2 separate regions of the Sus scrofa genome follow, and region 2 is linked to region 1. Evidence: chromatin contacts called from public Hi-C data. All regions are on one chromosome and are shown on one strand. Each heading gives the region's core, a stretch centred on a gene start, on an enhancer-like site or on the middle of the called end of the contact. The rest is flanking DNA. Distances are from core to core; before and after follow the strand shown. Region 1 overlaps LOC110260433 (a long non-coding RNA gene). Region 2 overlaps NOTCH2 (neurogenic locus notch homolog protein 2).

The links. Hi-C and Micro-C count contacts between places; a contact is called where the count stands out from the background.
Region 2: a Hi-C map of omental adipose tissue shows a contact between it and region 1, with 3 times the contacts expected there. The contact joins two enhancer-like sites. A contact is called at or near these places in 1 of 5 promoter capture datasets (liver), 27 of 47 Hi-C or Micro-C datasets (alveolar macrophages, blood, brain and 15 more) and 2 of 2 datasets of contacts at active chromatin or transcription factors (alveolar macrophages and skeletal muscle).

What each region holds. Positions count from the first base shown.
Region 1 is chr4:100,917,846-100,921,743 of Sscrofa11.1, forward strand. All of the region lies in intron 2 of LOC110260433 (a long non-coding RNA gene), which reads right to left. Among named protein-coding and RNA genes, the nearest start is that of NOTCH2, 32 kb to the right of the region's middle. Within about 2 kb of position 1,751, at least 28 of the 83 cell types and tissues checked have an H3K27ac peak or open chromatin away from gene starts, as enhancers often do. A contact at or near this core is called in omental adipose tissue, where this site is marked.
Region 2 is chr4:101,109,132-101,113,029 of Sscrofa11.1, forward strand. NOTCH2 (neurogenic locus notch homolog protein 2) reads left to right here. Exons shown (of 34, transcript XM_021090691.1): 15 at 33-146; 16 at 3,637-3,756. Among named protein-coding and RNA genes, the nearest start is that of NOTCH2, 160 kb to the left of the region's middle. Within about 2 kb of position 1,625, at least 3 of the 83 cell types and tissues checked have an H3K27ac peak or open chromatin away from gene starts, as enhancers often do. A contact at or near this core is called in omental adipose tissue, where this site is marked.

The sequences.
Region 1 (3,898 bases), core at 501-3,000:
AAGAGAACACCTGGCACATAGTAGGTGCTCTAGGAATATTAAACGCCTCTCTTCTCCTGAGGAAGACTGTAAATCCAATGGACAAGAACCGGTTGGAAGGCTACAAAAGTGGGAATAGTTGGGCGTGTCAAACGGAAAGATTAAGAATATTTGTTAAAAAAATTTGTAAATAATTATTTTCTTAAATAATCAAGTCCTCCCTCTGCATGGATATGTGAGCAGAGGGATTCACTGGGGGTGAGGATCTCCCAGTTGTCCCCTGGGTCTGGCTTCGCTTTTGACACTTACCAGATGTGTGACGTTAAGCAAATCCTAACCTCTTTGGGCCTGTTTCCTTAACAGAAAAAAACGAAGAGGTTGAATTTAGTAACTTTTAGTGCCATTAATGCATAAAATTTCGTAATTTAAATAGGCAGGCCATTCCACCTGGCTTTGCCCCACTTCAACCCAACCTTACTCAAAGGTGAAGGCCAGATGTTTCTAATCTTAGGCATAAAAGACTCTATTCTTTGGTTTTCAGAGGCCAAAAGAAACTGGAATGTTGAGGAAAAGTACTAAGCAGATGAGCTTTCCTTCTTTCTCACTCTTAAACAGCCACATTCCTATTATTCAAACTTGAGAAAACATGAAAAGTAAAGCAAAAACAAATATTCACCTTTGGGTTTGAATCAACTATGTGAAGTTTTACTCCATGAAGGAAAGTGTGCATATATATATATGTATATATATATATTTTTTTTTTTTTTAAGGCAACAACCAAAAAGTAAATGTCAGCAGTTTTCAGCTGTAACTATAACCTTGTACCCGCATGGCTGCGAGCCGAAGCCAGGAGGGACTGCTGGAAGGGGATGGCTGGAGCCTTTCCCTGCTTCGGAAAGCTTGTGGCTTTGTTTTCTTCACATTGCTACACTGAGGTGGTGGAGAGGAGGATGTTTGGGTTTGCAGGCTGCCGGCCAGTCAGCAAGTTTGCAGCCCTGGCTTCACTTCCCTGAACAGGGGTGAGGTTGGGGGGTGAGGGGGTGTTAGCTGCCCTGGCCTCCCTCTAACAATGGAGCCACAGAGGATTCATATACTCTATCAGTTTCAAGGCTCTGATTTTACTCAGCTGAAAACTGACCATCTCATCTGGGAAGGGTCAGTTAAAAAATGACCAAACTGCCCAAAGTAAACATCAGGAACAACCACAACAGAAACTCTCTCTGCAATGTTTCCTTATAATTACCAGCCAGGCCCACCAGAGCTCTGGCTAGAGTCTCCACCCACCCTCCTCGTTGTCCCCGCCGGCCCTGTTTGAGTAAGCCCTGGCTGACCCAGGCAGTGCCTCCTGTCTTCAGGCCTCCCTCCAGTGTTCTCCCAGGAGAGCAGGGAGGGTCCAGACTGCAGAGTGTTTTCAGATTGGAGTTTGGGGTTAGTCAAAAAAGAAGACTCTGTAGAGCTCATTTATTAGGACCCCTAATCCACAAGGAAACTTGTGGTGGAGGGGGCAAAACTGGTCTCTTTGTTCCTTACATAGTGCTCTTTCCAGATTATCATACACTGGTAAGGGACCAAAAATGGGGAAGTTAACTTTAAAGTTCTCTTTCTCCACCTTTTCTTTCTAACCAAATTCTACTTTGTTGACCTTCAGGGCTGTGTAGAAAAACATATTTTAAATTTAGACTTGAGGACAAGAACTAAATCTAACCCCATGTGTTCCTTCTATGTACTTCAGATCTCACGTTACCCATCTGCCCCTCCAGGCAGCGCTGTGAGGTCAGCAGCCAAGCAGAGTGGGAAAGAGGGTGCGGTGTTGGCTTACTCAAGCTCTGCACATTCTAGCCTTGTGAACTTGTACAAACAAGTTATCTCCTCTCTCCATAACTTAGTTTCCACACCTGTGAAATGGGAAAAAATCATAGCATCTGCTTTGTCACATTGTCACAAAGATTTCATGGGACGACCTTTTAAAGCATGATGAAAAGCCCAACAAATTTTAGAAATTTTTAATACCCTTGGTGTTCCCGCTGTGGTGCACTGTCTTAAGAATCTGACTGCAGCAGCTTGGGTCGCTTCAGAGGCCAGGGTTCAATCTACAGCCCTGTGCAGTGGGTTAAAGGATCCAGCATTGCCGCAGCTGTGACTTGAGTCCCTGGCCTGGGAACTTCCATGTGCCATGGGTACAGCCATTAAAAAAAGACAAGAAATTGTTAACACCCTAGGAGGCATTTTTACAGATGATGAAATTAAGGCTCAGAGAGGTTAAAGGGCTGCAGTCTTACAACTGGTTGGTAAGAGAGCCAGGATTCAGCCCAGCCTCCCGACACCACATCCAGGGCACTTGCCACTCCACTGCTGAGTGTAGACGGTCAAAGGTGATTCTGGGCCATGGGTCAGGAATATCTCTTCCTGGCATCATAGGATGACATATCATCTATTAAGCTCAAGGTACTAGGAAATGGATACTTTGGGTGGGTGGGTGGGTGTGTGTGTTTAAATTGAGCGGTCTTTATACAGACACCAGGTAGGAAATGAAGCCTGGCACTAATCCCTGACCCAAACCCAGGAAAGCTAGGCTAAGTTAGAAGTCCTCAAATATTCTCAATTCTTCTTTCCTTCGGCAATGCTTCCCTGATGCTCTAAGAATACTTAGTTTATGCTGATAGCAGAACCTTCTTCCCACTCTCTCATGTATTTTTGAGTATCCATTTGATTTCCTACTGGAACTCCAAAGTGGGGTGCCTAAGATGATACCCTGAGACATGGGAAGGAAATACATGAACACTTGCTTCTATTTACTCTTTAATAAGAAAATTAAGCTTAACCAGTATTTACAAAGTAGTGCAGTGGAACACATATAATTTATAATAAATATGAAGTTATTGGGAATGCATGCTCAAATTTTTTGATGCAGTGGCATGAAGAAAAGAATTTGGATGTAACTATTCTAAAAAGTAAGCTCCTCAGGGGCAAGAGATATGTCTAGTTCTGATATTTATCCTACTCCCATCCTCAGTATCTAGCACAAAACCAGTCCCCAAAGAAGTGAATTCGGCATCTATGTGAACTTGGTTGTCTTTCGTCCCTCTGCCTCCTACTTTTGTAATCCATCTGATATAATCCCATGTCTTGTTCAATGTTCTGCCAAGGCCTGAGCAAATAATAAAGCTGTGTTTGAGAAGTAAAGAGTGCAAGTGCCATGAGAAGATTGAAAAGTACAAGACTGAAATAGAAATTAAAGCAAAAATAAATAAATTGGACCTAATCAAATTTATAAGCTATTGTATAGCAAAGGAAACCATAAACAAAACAAAAAGACAACCTATAGACTGAGAGAAAATATTTGTGACTGACAAGGGATTAATTTCCTAAATATATAAACAGCTCATACAACTCAAAAACAACAACAACAAAAAAACAACCTGGTCAAAAAGTGGGCAGAAGACCTAAAGGGACATTTTCTAAAGAAACATGCAGATGAAAACATGCTCAACATCACTAATTATTACAGAAATGCAAATCAAAGCTACAATGACTTACCACCCCACACCAGTCAGAATGGCCATCATTAACAAGTCTACAAATAATGAATGCTGGAGAGGGTGAGGAGAAAAGGGAACCTTCCTACACTGTTGGTGGGAATGTAAATTGGTAAAACCATTATGGAAAACAGTATGGAGTTTCCTTAAAAAACTCAAAATAAAACTACTGTATGATCCAGCAATCCCACTCCTAGGTATGTATCTGAACAAAACTATAATTCAAAAGATACATGTACCCCTACCTTCATTGCAACACTATTCACAATAGCTAAGACATGGAAACAATCTAAATGTCCGTAGTTAGATGAAGGGATAAAGAATGAAATAATGCCATTTGCAGCACCATGGATGGACCTAGAGGTTATCATACTTAGTGAAGT
Region 2 (3,898 bases), core at 375-2,874, 190 kb after region 1:
ATTTTTGGTTTTTCATTTTTTTCTGTCTACAGGCCATAACTGCCAGGTGAATATTGATGAATGTGCTTCAAATCCATGTCTAAACCAAGGAACCTGCTTTGATGACATAAGCGGTTATACTTGCCACTGTGTGCTGCCATACACAGGTGAGTCCTGCAAGTGCCGGGAATAGAGGGGCTGCCTGGTCTTACCCTGTCGTTCCAGACCCCTGAGTCTTGGAGATGGAATCTGAGGGGCAGTGCTGCTACTCTGAGGAATCACTCCCTGGTCACCCTTCCTCCCTCACTGACTGGGTCTTGCACTCTGAGAAAACATTATGGCCTCTCTAGATGCAAGTCATGAGGAAACTCATTTGCTGTCTTTATTTCTTAGCATTTGAAATTTAAATACACACACACACACACACACACACACACACACACACACACACACACACGGCTGGAATTGATGGATAGCTGATGGTTTAGTCATTATTTGAATGGACCCAGTGTGTTCTTAGTTTTGTTAACACAACAAATACCACATATTGGCCATTTACTGTGTGTAGACACTACATATACATACTTTGGAGTATTTAGTACTTAAAATAATTCTACAGATTAGAAGTTCCTATCACCGTTTTATACATGAGGAAGCTGAAGCAAGGAGAGATTACTTGGCTAAAGGTCATAGCGAAGTGGTAGATCTAGGATTTGCCCCCAGTCTTTCTGAATCCAAAACTTGTCCTTTTTTTTTTTTTCTGTCTTTTATGGCCACACCTACGGCATATGGAGATTGCCAGGCTAGGGGTCAAATCAGAGCTGTAGCTGCCGGCCTACACCACAGCCACAGCAATACCAGATCCGAGCCACATCTGTGACCTACACCACAGCTCATGCCAACACCAGATCCTTAACTCACTGAGCAAGGCCAGGGGTTGAACCTGCATCCTCATAGATGCTTGTCAGGTGCATTTCCACAGAACCACAGTGGGAACTCCCCAAAACTTGTCCTCTTAACTGTCATTCTTCTCCTCACATACACTGCCCTACATCTCACCTAGAGGGGTACTGCCCCTTGGGTGGTGATCACACACAGAGAAGACATGGGTGTGACTTCATTGCATATCAGTTGTTCCTTGTTTCAGGTGGTATTACAGGAATGGGCAAGACAACTTGTCCTTGGTTTCTCCTGCTTCATTACAGCCACCTAGTGATTGGTTGTATTTGTGTGGCTCCTCTACCTCCTTATCAACTGTGGGGAGCAAAACAGAAACTGTGGGGACAGTGGCTTTGCATGCTTCTTCAGTGCACCGCATGTAGGCAGGAGTTTGGCTGAGTTCTTTCACTCTTGGGGTCTTGAGCTGTTGACAGTAGCTGTTTCTGGAGACTCTAGGCTGTTCAGAGTAGCCAGAAGCATGACTCTATTACCTGAAAGACTTGATACTCCCTTGTTATCTTTACCAAATCTTTACAAGAAATGTTCATGGAGGGAAACTGCACTTTTACCAGTTTGGTTGATGATATATGATCAAAGTTATGGGGATTCCTAGCTGTCCTCAGACAGTCTGAATAATATCATTCCATAGTGATTGTGCTGATCACATTTGTTGGTACTGAGAAGATTATTTCAGAGCCATTAGACTGAGAACTGATGGCTGCAGAGAGACAGAAACAGGAGTCACTATGCTCAGGCACATAGTAGACTTACCCTAATGTGACTGAGGTGCACAGCTCATCCTGAAAATATTTGTCTTCTTGCTACTCAGATATTATAAGAAATTTGACTATATGCTGGCTGTTGTTTTTTCTGCATATTAGAATCTTAAAAAAAGAATTTACTATGTATGGGATTTGAGAAATTATATTAGATTGAAAGCATATGCAGATTAAAATTTCAGTGCTGAGTGTAGCAAAGGGTTCTAAGTGTCATTGAGTTTGGCCAGCATGCAGGAACTGAGCAACACTGGCTTCCTTCCAAGCCACTCTTCTGACCAGACACATTAAAGACTAGTTAGGAATATTGGTGAAAATTTGTGGCATTTTTTTTTTCTTTGTGAATACAAAACTTTAGGATAACATTTTAAATTGAGTTAGCTATATCTTGACTTTGTTGATGTATAATTGATTTACAACATGATATTAGTTTCAGTACAATATAGTGATTCAATATATTTGAAGATTATACTCCATTTAAAGTTATTACAAAATAATGGTTACATTCCCTGTGCCGTGCATTATATCCTTGTAGCTTATTTATTTTATATATAGCAATTCGTATCCCTTAATCTCTATCCTTGTCTAGCCTCTCCCCCATCCTTTTCCCCACTGGTAACTACTAGTTTTTTCTCTGTGTGTTTGTTTCTGTTTTGTTGTGTTCGTTTGTTTGTCTTGTTTTTCCAGTTCCACATATAGGTGATAATATTAGTCTTTTTCTCTCTGACTTATTTCACAAGCGCAACACTTTCTAAGTCCATCCATGTTGTTACAAATGGCAGAATTTCATTCTTTCTTACAGTTGAGCAATATTCCTCTGTGTGTGTGTGTGTGTGTGTGTGTGTGTGTGTGTGTGTATAACATATCGTCTTTATTCACTCTTATGTTGATAGAAACTCAGGTTGCTTCTATACTTGACTATTGTAAATAATGCTGCTTAGAACATTGGCATGTTTTATCCTTTTGAATTTGTGTTTTCATTTTCTTCAGATATATGCCCAGGAGTGGGGTTGCTGGATCATATGGTAGTTCTATTTTTAGTTTTTTGAGGAGCCTCCATATTGTTTTCCATAACGGCTGTACCAATTTACATTCCCACCAACAGTGTATTAGAGTTCCCTTTTCTCCACATCTTTGCCAACATTTTTTATTTGTGTTCTTTTGGATGATAGCCATTCTGACAAGTGTAACTTGTAACTTGACTTTTAAAAACAACTTTATCTCCCTGTTAATAAAAGCATTCTTTTAATTTTTTTTTTGGTTGGAAACCTTTTATTTAGGATACTAAGGTAGGAAATGTGGGTGGGCAACTATCAATATCATGTTGTTGATGTTGCTATAAGGAGAGATGTCGCTTCACTCTTTTCCATCTGATGGCCTTCTGATCAGCCCCATGGCCTTCTGGAACAGGGCAACAGAGGTTTTGAGGAGTAGGAGGCTATGTTGCTGCTTCTTCCCTGCTCATGTGAAGGAGGATCTCTATGACTAACTGAGTAGATGAATCTTAGCTATGAAGATGCGGCAGCTGTCACTCCTGATTGATGCAGGTTTCCAAATCCATGTAACCACTCATGATGATAACATGAAAATGACAACAGCCCAACAGTTGTTGAGTACTTACTTTATGTGTTGGCTCTATTCTAATAAGGACTTTGTAAGCATTTTTCATTTAATCCACAAAAAGCCTCTATTATAAGTTACATACCATCCTACTTCCCATCTTATTTATGTGGAAGGCTCAAAGAAGATATAAGTGACCTGAGATGACACTGTTAGACTGACATCAGAGCCAAGATGCGAAGGCCTATAGGTCTCTCAGATTCCAAAGCTCTTACCCATTATGTTAGACCTGAATTCAGAAAGCATCCTTTGGTACAGAATTTGGGGAAATTTCCATTTCTTTGGATAGTTCTCTGTATAAACTCTGTCATTTGCTTTACAGGCAAGAACTGTCAGACTGTGTTGGCTCCTTGTTCCCCAAACCCTTGTGAGAATGCTGCTGTTTGCAAAGAAGCACCAAATTTTGAGAGTTACACCTGCTTGTGTGCTCCTGGCTGGCAAGGTAATGACATGGGAATGGAGAAACCAAGAGTGTTAAGTGATCAGGTTGTGGAGGGCATGGTCTTTTGAGGCTTGCCCTTCTTTGTCAAGAACAACGAAGCTGCTATCTGGAATGTCTTAGGGAACGTTTCCATTTTGCATGT